Linked DNA regions of Canis lupus: region 1 is linked to region 2. The links are chromatin contacts, called in public Hi-C maps. All regions are on one chromosome and are shown on one strand. The core of a region is the stretch at or near the end of the contact, and the rest is flanking DNA. Distances in the headings are between cores, read along the strand shown.

Region 1 (5,828 bases), core at 2,306-4,805, 120 kb after region 2:
TTGGGTGATTTGGTCCAGCCAACAATAATTTAACGAGCCCTCAAAAGAAGATTTTTTTAATCTTCTTTCATCAAATGGGGTTACCAGTGGGGTGCTGGAACTGGCTCTTCTCAGTTTGCCAGGTAATTGTGCAAATCTCTTTCCAAGTCTCTGTTTAGTGACATTTCATCGATAGCTTGAAACTGACCTTGGTGTGAATGTTTACATATGGAAATTGGGAAATACTACCCCTGCCTCAGAGAGCCAGTTGTTAAGCATTTCCAGCACACCTGTACCCATAGAGTGGCACTGTTCAAAGTGTGGTCCACAGACTGGTGCCCATTCACAAAGTATTTGATGAGTGTAGAGTGAAATACACTGAGAAAATTGAGAGTGAACTTTTAGAAACTTTTACAACGATTCTAAAGACTGTTTATTGGTCAAATCTAACAACAAAGAAGACTGGGGCTTGTTTTGGGGTGCCCTATTTTAAACTTTTCCTTTATCTAGTGATTCTTTTATTGCATTTTTTATCAAAATGCCAATCTGCAACAATCAGACACCAAACAAACAAACTAGTCTATCACCAGAGAGAGTTTGAGAAGCACTTACAGGAAACATTTGCAAATCCAGTGGACAGGATGGAGGTAGTGCATGTAGGATTAAGAACATATTAGGGAAGTAACTTGAAACTACAGGCTATTTTAGAAAGCAAAATGATGTGAAGAGGCCAAAGGAAAAAAAGGAAATGGGGAAGGATGTAGGACATAAAGGGACTGCTGCACAAATACAAGATTGTGGTTTTAACATCAGGTAAGCTGCCTATTTCTAAGAGGGTGTGCAGGAGTACAAATGTGATGTCTAGAACAAGGGGAGGATTGTGGTGCTGCATTTCATTCCGGGCTCTTCTCTTTAAGGGGAAATTGCAAAGTGCTCCGAGGAAAGAAAAACCATCTCTTAAGAGGAGTGGATTAAGGAGAGGGGATGTTTGGTTTGCAAGAGAAGGAAGGCGGAAGAATTTCCAATGATTTTGAAGGCTCTTGCCTCAACGTTGGCATGGACTAGTTCTGTATAAGGCCCCGTGGGAAATCACAAAGGTAGGAAGAATAGTTCTCTAGTAGTCAGTTGTCCAAAGGTGGAATATGGGGCCCTTGCTGGGTAGTGATCTTTTGGTCTCTGGACGTGTGAAGCACAGACCAGCTCATCTTTTGGCTGGGCAGTTATTAAGATTGTACCACCATGTGAGAGGAGCCTGCCGTAGGTGACAAGATTTCTTTCAAACTGAAGCTCCTGTGGTTTTATGAATATGAATAAAAGGTAGAAAAAAATTGAGAAGTAGAGACCCATTGAGAGTGATGTGAAAAAGCTGAAGAAGGAAGCCAAGAGAAGCCGTTAGGGAGCATTACCAACAAGGATGTTTGGTAGCAATGACCAATGTTCTGGCATCCTGGGAATGCGTTCTGGCACAGGCGAGGGTAAAGCTGCTAATAAGAGAAATTTGCTGCTGCTGCTTCGCATCAAGGAGGCCCAGGCGTGCCGAACTGGCAACCAACTGGAGGTCAGGCTCCCGGGGGTGGCATGCCACACAGGCGGGGCTCCTCTCCCACCAAGTGCCAGACAAACCAGCCTTCTGGCTTGAGTCCTTCACAGTGAAAGGCACAAACCCAGGTGAAAACAATGATAAGATGGAACATTAGTCCAGACTCTTTTTTATTTTTTAAGCTCTACATCCACCATGAGGCTTGAATTGAATTCACAGTCCCCAGGGATGGCGACTCCTGTGCTTCACCAGCTGAGCCAGCCCGGTGCCCCTTTAGTTCAGGCTCTTGACCTGCCCTGAGGTGAACCAAATCACCAGGGTGAATCCTTGCTCCATAACACACTGTGCTAAGTATTTAATAGACATGATGTCATGACAGAGGAAGCTCTTGCCACCCCCATTTGTTTGATGGTAAGACAGAGAGGCTCAGAGCAGGTAACTGAGGTCTTTATCTTACACAGCTACTAAGTAGTGGAGTCTGCCTAAGTCGGAGGAGGCCTCGTTCCCAGTTCTCTTCCTTCCCCCAAACCGCCTGCAACCAGCTGCCCAACAAAACTTCGATTAAACGCCTTGTCCAGTACAGTCTATCATGCTTCTCGTGAGAAAATGCCCCCTAACGCTCCCCATTGCTGTGCTTGGCACCCTGCCGGAACCTGTCAAAGGCATGGAGACCGAACACATCTGGGGTGGCCAGCGAGGGGTGCACCAGCCGCACGGTTCAAAGCGCTGCGGGATCCCGGGGTGGCTCCGCGGCTGAGTGTCCGCCTTCGGCCCAGGGCGTGACCCTGGAGGCCCGGGATCGAGCCCCCGCATCGGGCTCCCTGCATGGAGCCTGCTTCTCCGTCTGCCTGTGTCTCTGCCTCTCTCTCTCTCTCTCTGTCTCTCATGAATAAATAAAATCTTAAAAAAAAAAGTGTGGGATCCCTGGGTGGCTCAGCGGTTTAGCGCCTGCCTTTGGCCCAAGGTGTGATCCTAGAGCCCCCGGGATCGAGTCCCACGTCGGGCTCCCTGCATGGAGCCTGCTCCTCCCTCTGCCTGTGTCTCTGCCTCTCTCTCTCTCTATCGTGAATAAATAAATAAAATCTTAAAAAAAAAAAAAAGTGTTGCAAGAGTCGGGCTCCGCGCTGGGCGTGCAACCTGCTGAAGATCCCCCCTCCTCCCCAGCCCCTCCAGCCGCTCTGCTGCGCCTGTGCTCCTTCTGGCAAGATGAAAATACTGTCCCCCCCCACCCCCCCAAGGAAAAAAAAAGAGGAGGAACTCCCCAAAACAAAATATAGACATGGAAAAATCGCTCCGTCGTTTCAAAATATTTACAGCTGAGCGTCTCCGGGCCACCCAGAGCGCGGCGCGGGGGAGGCCTGGGTCCCCCGGGGAGGGGGTTGGCCCGGGGCGGGGGGATGGGGGGGCCCGGGAGCGGGTCCCGCTAACCGTCCTGCACGGAAACCGCAGGGCCTCGGGAAGGTTTTCTGGGTCCAAGCAGAGAACAGCGCGCTTGTGTGGACCGAGGGAGGGGCGCGCTCCTGACTCCCCGGTCGTAAGACTTGCCAGCTGGGAGCTGCCGGTGTTCCAGACGCTTCCAACGCCAGACGCGCGCCCCAAGCCTCGGCTTGTCTGGCTGGGAGATCCGCGCCCGATCGCAGGCGGCTCCCGCGGGGGGCAGAGCTCGCCCCGCCGCGCCGCTGCTCCTCAAGCAGCACATTGTTCTCCCCGGGAAGAATGGAAAGGTTTGTTTCGGTCACAGCTCCCCCCTCCCCCCCTCTTCTTTTCTAAGAGGCACCCAAGTTGTTTTAACACGTTGCTACAATCCTTGGGCTTCCCGAGGTGAGGCCGCGGCGCACAGAGCCTGCACTGTCCCGACCTCCCGGGAAGGAGGGCGCGGAGTTAGTCATTAAAAGGGGGGGTGGGTGGGGAGGGGTGGGGAAGAGCCCCAGGCACTTCATGCCTGGAAATGATGTAACAGGCAGCCACTCCTCTGTTAGCACCACGACCGAACAATGCTCGGGCGATGCGCGGCAGCTGCGCTGCAAATGTCAGCGCCAGCCCCGTCCAAAGAGCTTGAAAGGCACCAAGCTGGAGGACTTTGTGCTGTACCTTTCTCGCCCACATTTTCCCCCAAGCACTCCCAGGAACCTGGCAACAGGTAACGTGGCAACCTTTGCTTTAGAAAGTGGCAAGTGGCATGACTTCAGAGGACAAGTGGATTTTTTTTTTTTTTTAAAGCCAACTGCAGCTCCCCTCCCAGCACCTCCATACCCCGCCCCGCCCCCCCCCCATGCCCGGGGCCAAGGAGCTGCGAAAAAGGTAGCGCTGCCGGCAGCCCTGCTCTCGGGTGCCACCTTGTGGCTAAACTCGGAAGAGCACCGAGGTACCTGCAAATCCGCGGCCTAGCTCCAAGGTAAGTCAAGTCAGGCTATGCGGGGGTGGGGGTGGGGGTGGGGGTGGGGTGGGGTGGTGGTGGACGTCTTTGCTAGGCTTTGACTTCCGGAAAGAAACACCGGGAGTGTTAGTCAACATTCAGAATGCCCTGCTTTTAAACTCTCACCGCAACAAGAATTTTACCCTAAAGCAAGAACTGCTGCCGCCCGTTTGGTTAGGTGGATGGCAGCAAGGATTAAGAGCCAAGAAACTGAGCACTCCTGCTGGGTGAGACTTGCATTTTCCATTTTTATCTTTTTTACGTGAGTTGTATGCAGAAACCTTTCTCTGGGGCGGAGGCATTTCTAATTCACATCTCTGGTTTCCAGTTAGTCTACTTGCAAGGATTATTTAGGATTTCCAGACTGCAGGCCCAGCTTCCCAGAAAGCAGGGCTTGCAGTACCAGTTTAGCTCTTTTATCTCCGTGTGGGGCAAACACCCACAGAAATGCCAAGGGCACTGTTTTTAACCAGTCTTCTTTCTCTCAGGTACTCTCCCTTCTGGTGTTTCTTGATTTGGAGGAATGGCTACAGTTGCGAGCTGCTGATAGCTCCAGCCAGTTGTGAGGGCATCCGTTCTTTCTCCCTCTCTGGAAATGTTAACTGGAAACCAAGCAAGAGGTTTAGATCAAAGTAACTGTGCTCTTCAGAAAGTTCCATTAATTAACTAAATTAAAGGAAGTTCAATGATGTTTGGAGGAAAGTCATTTTAGAAGGCCCAGGTCCAAGGGACTTTAGTCTAAAACTTCTAATGTGGACTTTTAATGAAGTTTGGCAGCAAGTTAAATAATATTAGAAATTGAGGGTTACCATATGGAAAACCAGTTGTTGCCTGAAATCAATCATTTCAAAGGAACATCTTGAAGTAGACAGACATTTGGCTAGTATTTGCTTAGACCATTTAATACTAAAGATTAAAAGCCCACGGCTCTGAGTAAGAATCATTTGACCAGTAGCCACGGTGAGTCATAGCCTTCCTTCTTAAGAACTAGGATGTTGAGAACACTGGGCTTACTAATTTGCAAGGCAGGGCCATTGCTTCCAGAAGGGAATGTGATCAGAATTTCACGGCTCATTTTCCTGGTCTTTCCAACAGGTGCTGTTGAGTCATCCATGTACAGAAGTGACTGCCCTGGCAGTTTCATCTGTTAGGATTAAGTTTCCATTTGTTCCATCACTTTATGAAGTGATTTCTACCATTGAGTCAGATATATCACTTCCTCTAGGACTTAGGGATTTTTTTCAATGTTTGTAACTTTGTGTGTGTTTTTCAAAATTTGTCCCAGCCGGTCTGCAGGTTTTCCTGGATTGAATGGATTGTTTACAGGAGGGGAAGATTCAGGGCCCAAGGTCAGGGTTACCGAATTATATAAGGTTTCCTGTTTGGGCAGTTGGTCTACCAACCCCTCAGGTTAGTGCAGACTGGGTCTTGCCAAAGAACAACATGCCTACAAGGCCTGGGGGTAGGGATGGTGCCAGGAGCAGGGAAGGATTTTTTTTTTTTTAAGCTTTTCATCAAGCTTTGATTTCTTGTCAGAGGTCACTTCACAGTGATACTTTCCTATAGTCTCTGTAGGTGATTTTTTTTTTTTTTTTCCTGACTAGGAATTCTGAGAAAGGAATTTAGTTAAGAATGTAAGAACCACCAGGTCAGGCACTGTTGTCCGTTTTTTTTCATGGTGACCACAGTGCTTGAAACACGCATGGCACATGGTAGGACCGTAGTAAAGTACTTGTTACCTGAAGGAATGAACAGGGATGAAAAGGCACTTCCTGGAGAAAAAGGAAAAAAGGACCACTAATCAGGATAGGGAAGTCACTGGGGCGGAAGTGAAATGACTACTCAGCAGCCATTCTGGGTGACCTTGGGTCTTACAGTTGAATCTCCTGTCAC
Region 2 (6,062 bases), core at 1,583-4,082:
CAGTTACATTATTCATGCAACTAAGAGGAGGAGAGTAATCCTGATGGGGTGGATAAAATCTCCACAAGACCATGGTTGCAGCCCAGACCCCTGGAAAGACAATGGCCAGCTTCTCCTCAAGCAGCCCAAGACCTCTGACCTGAGATGGGAAAAGATGATTGTGGAATCCTTGTGCAGGGTTTGGAGCCCGGCAGTCTGCATATTTTATAAAAGTATCTGTTCCCCAGAGACTAGAAGCAAAAGGGATCCAGCGACCTTGTGAGTCATCCTTCTTGCTGGAGGGAAATCATGCTTAATGGTTGTCCAGTAGATGAATGAAATAAATACATTCTCTAATCACTTGAGAGACCTAGTATGTGTGTGTGTGTGTGTGTATATATATATATATATATATATATATATATATATATATATACTGTACGCATCAACACACTTTCTTGGCTTATTTGCCTTTGAGTTCCTTGTTGGGTTTTTGCTTTTGAAAAGGGTTTGCAGGCTCTGAAGAGTAAACTTAACTTACACAACTCTGTCTTTTCTTGGCCTTGAGGCAGCTTCAAAAGATGACACCAAATGGAACTATGTGTGCCTGAAGGGAAAAAATAAATAATGGTGAAAATATTTATCAGCCGCCTTCTCCAGCACCAAGCACCTTCTCGCCTTTACTCCCATATCCTTCCAATTTAACATTCATCTGAATTCAGCAAGTAATAGGTAGCAAAAGCGAATGGGTATCATCATTTCTTTCAGCCCTGGAAAGAAAACTCAAAAGTCACTGGATCAGTTTAATAGGCCCTGCCTGAGACATGAAGGGACTGACAGAGCCAGAACTAAAACTTGTTTTTCCACCTTGAGAAAAGCAAATAAACAACAAAAAAAAAATATCCTAAGCCATTGCTGGTTTTTCGAGCCCACTCTTTTTGGTTGTTTTTCTTCCCAGTGTTATGCAGACTCCAGGCACTTTCTTCCCAGAATGCAACAACAACCCAAAGCTCCAAACAAGTTTGGGACCTGCCTTGGGTGGGGGTGGGGGTGGGGGTGGGGTATCTACTGGAAAGGCCATCACGCTGAACGGTGCCCGTGTTCCTCTTTGGAGCATCTCATCAGATTTAATAACAGCTCGGATAGGTTTCGCTCGCTCGAGCAAAAGGTGAGCCCTGGCCGGATCAAGCCGGCCCTCCAGCCAGGGAGTTTAAGGTTGGACTTCTTTTCCTCCTCGCAATTTGAAAGAAGCTTTTAATTCTCCCCCGCCCCTCCTCCTTCCCCCGTAAAGTTTGTTTTCTAGCTGTAAAGTCGCTTCGACTCTCGGTTTCCATCCCGGTTGCCTGAGAATCGCGGTAATTAGCCAAGTCCTCTTAGACGAAGAAAAAGATACCTTTGTGCACCTAATGAGAGCCACCGCGTGGCCAAGGATAACCACGCAGAAGGAAGCGTTTGGGGGTCGGGCTTAGCCGCCCGGGAGGCGTGCAGGGCCGAGCGGCTCCGAGCGCGGCTTTCGAAGTTAGCAAACAAAGCGTCTCCCCAGTAACCGCCCGGGGCCGGACGGGGCTCCTGCCACTCAGACCTCGGAGTCGCGGCGTCAGCCGGCCCCCGGCTCCTCCTCCCTGCGTCTCTCCTCCCTCCTCCCTCCTCCCAGTTCCCCAACGGATTCGAGCCACCAATCCCAGCAACAAACAACCCTTCAAATGCGAGAACGCCGCGGCCCTGCAACGGGCGGCCCCCCCTCCCCGCCCCACATCTGTCCGGCGCTCGGGCGCAGCAGCTGATTCATCTCCAGCCAGGCCCGGGGAAGGAACTTCGCTCCAGCAAGTTGCAGGGTAGCTTCCCGGCTGGTGGTTTCCCCCAGGACCATGTGGCCCCCTCCTTTGCCCTTTTAGATGTGTGCTCTCTTAGGTGCCGAGCAGTCGGCGAGCCACGGAAGAAGAAAAAATCGTAAGGTTGCAGCCTTCTTAGAATGACGCCTTTTTCCTTGTTTATTCATTTTAAGCCCTGTAATTGGTAAAACCACCCAAGCTTTGTAAACTCTAACCCTAATTCACTCTCGAGGCGGGGGTGTCTTTCTTTTTTTTTTTTTTTTTTTTTTTTTAGGACGGCGAGTGGGTGGGAGGCTGGCTTTAATTTTCGCTGTAATCCTAAAACAGAGGCTCCAAAGTCTAGTTAGTCATCGTTTGGCTGCCTGAGTCCTCCTCGGGTTTAACCTTATTTCCACGGAGCTTTTCCTGCCGGCTTCTCCATCGAGGTTACAAAACAAAAACAGCTCAGAGCCGAAACTGGAGGCAGACTCGGGCGCTGACGTCTCTGCTAGGCTTATTTACGGTTTGGCTCTTTTTTTTTTTTTTTTTTTTAGTGATGGGGAAAGTCTTACAGTGACATGCGACAGTTCGTTTACTTCAAAACAACGAGACACACACGAGAAAACTGGACCTAGTGGGGAGGGCGGGGAGGAGGCAGGCGTTTCTTGAAATCAGCCAAACAGCATCTGGTCCTTTACCAGGGTAATCTCATCAAGGAACTCCTGTTGGAGCCCCAACTCTCAACCAAAATAAACCAACAGGAACATGTGTTTACTCAATGGCCAGTTTCTGTTTGAAATACGCGAGGGGAGAAGGGGTCCCTTAACCAAGTCCTAAAAGTAGACTTTACCGAAACAGTGGAGCAGCCCCCCCGCCCCCCCGCCCCCCCCGTGTGGTCGCCCCTTTCCTTGAGGGCGGCAGCTGCCTGGGTCCGCGGCGACCCGCGGGGGGGGTGCGGGGGGGCTTCGGGCCGAGTGTTTGCAGCGGGGCGGGCGCGCGCCCGGGCAGTCCCCAAGCTGAGACTTTTAAAGAGCATGTGAGCATGACAAGTGTCTGTCCGCAACGTGTTAGATTTTGAAACTGCCTTGCAATCCAGCCCGGAACTCGCAGCTCTAGCCCGGGGTAACAGACACTTGCCTGGGGTGTCTGTGTCTCGCTCTCCTCCCCCCACCCACCGCCGTCGCCGTTGGAGGAAGAGCCCCGGAGGAGCAGGGTGCGCCGCGCCGCGCCCGCGTGTCAATGGCAGCCGCGCATTCTGGAAGAAGTTGGTTCTTGTCCTGAATACTTTTCCTGCGGTGCCCCGCCCCTTGAATCAGAAGCAGCTGTCTTCTCCTGCGGCTAGAGCCGGGACGGTGGAGCTTGGGGCAGCTGTCAAAAAACGAGAGGGGAGCCTTTTCTTCCCTGGGGTGGAGGAGGGGGCAGCCTTTTTCCATCTGTTGCAATTTCCTAACCAAACGCACCCTCGCCAGCCCCAGGAAGAAAGGCCCGAAGGAGAAACCCGGGCGCTCGGCTGCTGTCGCCGCCGCCGAGCGAGGGATGCGGGCGGCGTGCGCGCGGCAAGGAGGAAGGCTCGAGGTTCTGGGCTCCGCCGCCCCCACGAGGGACGGGTGACAGCGGCCCGGGAGGCGCGGAGAGCGGCCGCGCGGCCGGAGCGCTCGGTGCCGTCCTCCCGGCCTGGAAGGGGCGGGGGAGGGGCGGAGGAGCGGCGGGGCGGGAGGGGGACGGGGCGGGCGGCTGGGGGCGGAGGCAGGACCTCCTGTACCTTCCCTCTCCGCCTCTCTCACTCTGACAGCGCCGAGGTACGCCGAGCAGGAGCGGGGAACAAAGGAGAGGGGAGGGGAGCGAGTTGGGCGAGGGAGAGCCCCCAGCCGGCTGCCCGAAGATCCCGGCCGGAGGACGCCCAAGTGTCACTTGAATCCCACCCGAGGAGCGGGCGCCTGGGATCCGAGCGCCTGGATTAGCAATAACGGCTGGAGCGCGTCCTACAAGTTACGGGAGAGTCGGCGGGGAAGGAGGACAATCGCGTGCCCCCTTCGGCCCCGCTCCTGGCCCCTCGAGACCCCAGCATCGCCTCGCGCTGGAAGGGGAGCTCCAGAATGAAGAGCAAGAAAGGTAAGCCTCCGTGGGCTGGGCCGGCCGTGGGCGCGGGTCCCGGGTCCCGGGGAAACGTGCTCGCCGGGCCCCGCCGGGCTTGGGGCGAGAGGGACTTGGGGGACTTTTCAGCCCCGGGGCTCTCGGGCAGGAACCGCGGCCGTTTCTCTTTGTTGGGGCTGCGTCTGCAATGGCAGTTGCCGTTTTCCTCCTAGACACAACACGAGGGGCTGTTGTGGGGAGACGGGCCTCTCCACGCTGCTGGCACGTTGTCAAGAAACACGCTCAGCGCCTTGTTTGTGCGCCTCCAAGTTTCATTGTCTCCGCCGACACCCCCACGCTCCGCGGGGCGGCCGCGTGGCTTCTAGCTGGTCCTCGCGGGCCGAGATGGGGGCCGGGGTCGGCGGGCGGGGGGAGACCCCCACCCCGATTCTCCGGGCCGGGACCCGGGGCGGCCGGGACTGCGGAGCGGAGGCGCCTTTGTCTGAAAGTTGGGCTCCTGGGCCCCCACTCCCTCCCCCGCAGCTGGGCCCGGGCACCCTCCTCACTGGGGATGGGGTGTTTTCACGATCGAAGGAATGCAGCTCGGGCCCCCACACCGCCCTGCGGCGTCGGTGGCCTTGCAAAGTTAAGACTTTTAGAAACTCCCAGCCTCTCAAAGTTTTCCCACGATGGATTTGGGGCGAGATGAAGAGTTAGGACGGAGGGCGAGCCGCTTACCGCGGCGTGGAGTCCGAACGAGTCCAAGTGTGACAAGCAGGCTTGGTTGTAAGTGCACAGAGCGAGCCTGTCATTGTTTCCACGAAGCGTCCTGGACGCGTTACAACTAAAACTTGCCGTCAGTCTGGTTTAAAAACAAAATACACAGAAAGGGAGAAACCGGCAACAAGAAACCCACCCCCACGAAAGGCCAAAAAAAAAAAAAAAAAGAAGTTAACTCCCTTTTGAAGTTAAACTTTTGAGCCCCTGGCTGGGAGGTACCCCGAACGTTCCGTGGCGAGCCAGAGTTGGCTTTTCTGTTGTGATTTATGTGGAGTGGTTCAAAACAGAAGTTAATCGCTCGGGGAAGGCAGCGCGGGGGCGGCGGGGGGGGGGGGGGGGGGAGAGCTGCTGCGCATGCCCAGGAGCGTCCGGAGTTTTTGTAACTCCACATTCTTTCAGACTCCTCCAGCCCGTGCAGTTAGAAGCCCAATGTTGCTAGTGGGGCAGCCTTCTACCCGAGGGGGTCCCTTCGGCCACGTTTTTCCACCTTGGAGTTCTGTTCCCTTTCATTCTGGGCTGGTGGCTTCTCAGGCGGAGCTTCTCAGCCGGTGCCTCCCCAGCGAAAGTAAAATTAAAACGTCAAGAGCTGGGGCGCTCATCGGAGTTGGTGGGAGGGCTCCGAGAGCATGTTGAGGGCTTAGAGGCTCGGCTACGTAACGGGGCTGGGAAGGAACCGAGCGGGGAGCGCCTGCAAGGCCGTGTCCCCTCCGCCGGGGTCTGGATCCGTAGTGGAAGGCGGCCTCCCTCTCCTGGCGCTGCTGACGGCGTTCAGTTGGGGTTTTGTTTTTGCAGAGTGGTGCTTAGGAGCCGCAAGCAAAGCTGCGTTTCCGCCGGGGGCGGGCTCCCCCCCATTGTTTGGGCTGCGCCGGGCAAGGTGTTGATCAAGCCCGGCTGGTCTTCCCCCGCAGCCCCCGGGGGCGCTCCCCCGCTCTCTTCGTCTCCCCCCGCCCCCCGCCTCCAGCGCCCCCGGTCCTTCCCGGGAGCCCCCCCGGGGTGCCTCCCGCTCTCTCTCCATCCCCCCCCCATCCCCCGCTCCCAGCCGGGGAACGAGGCTGGGACCTGCCGGCCGCGGGGTGGGGACATTCGGGGTCAGCGGCCCCGGGCGCGCGAGGTCCTGCTACCGAGCGCCGACTCCTGGAAACAATGAAAGGTGACGTGTAGGAAGGGAAACTTTGCGACTGGTTCAGAGCCTGTGCGGGGGAGCCGAGACTGCTGAGATTGCCCGGCTTCTTTCCCTTTTTAGGTTTTCCCGGCAAATACTATTGAGGGTGGGCAGACCCCCGAGATTCACGGCACCATTTCTCGTTTCTCCTTGTAATCTGAAACTCCCGAAGTCCTCGGGACGTGCAGCTGGAGGGGCGAGCTCAGCGCAAGAACAAAAGCTCTCCGGCCGTGCTCCCGCCCGGGCTCCTCCCGCCC

Evidence for each region. A called contact is a pair of places that touch in the nucleus more often than the background predicts.
Region 1: a Hi-C map of blood shows a contact between it and region 2, with 3 times the contacts expected there. The contact joins the enhancer-like site here to the promoter of TGIF1 in region 2. A contact is called at or near these places in 3 of 9 Hi-C or Micro-C datasets (amygdala and blood).

The regions. Positions count from the first base shown.
Region 1 is chr7:70,225,511-70,231,338 of UU_Cfam_GSD_1.0, forward strand. All of the region lies in intron 9 of DLGAP1 (disks large-associated protein 1), which reads right to left. Among named protein-coding and RNA genes, the nearest start is that of TGIF1, 120 kb to the left of the region's middle. Within about 2 kb of position 3,556, at least 11 of the 20 cell types and tissues checked have an H3K27ac peak or open chromatin away from gene starts, as enhancers often do. A contact at or near this core is called in blood, where this site is marked.
Region 2 is chr7:70,105,848-70,111,909 of UU_Cfam_GSD_1.0, forward strand. TGIF1 (homeobox protein TGIF1) reads left to right here and starts at 2,833. Exons shown (of 4, transcript XM_038543730.1): 1 at 2,833-3,054; 2 at 3,583-3,902. The coding sequence starts at 3,887. LOC111096808 (a long non-coding RNA gene) reads right to left here and starts at 1,560. Exons shown (of 5, transcript XR_005362609.1): 1 at 1,373-1,560; 2 at 521-586.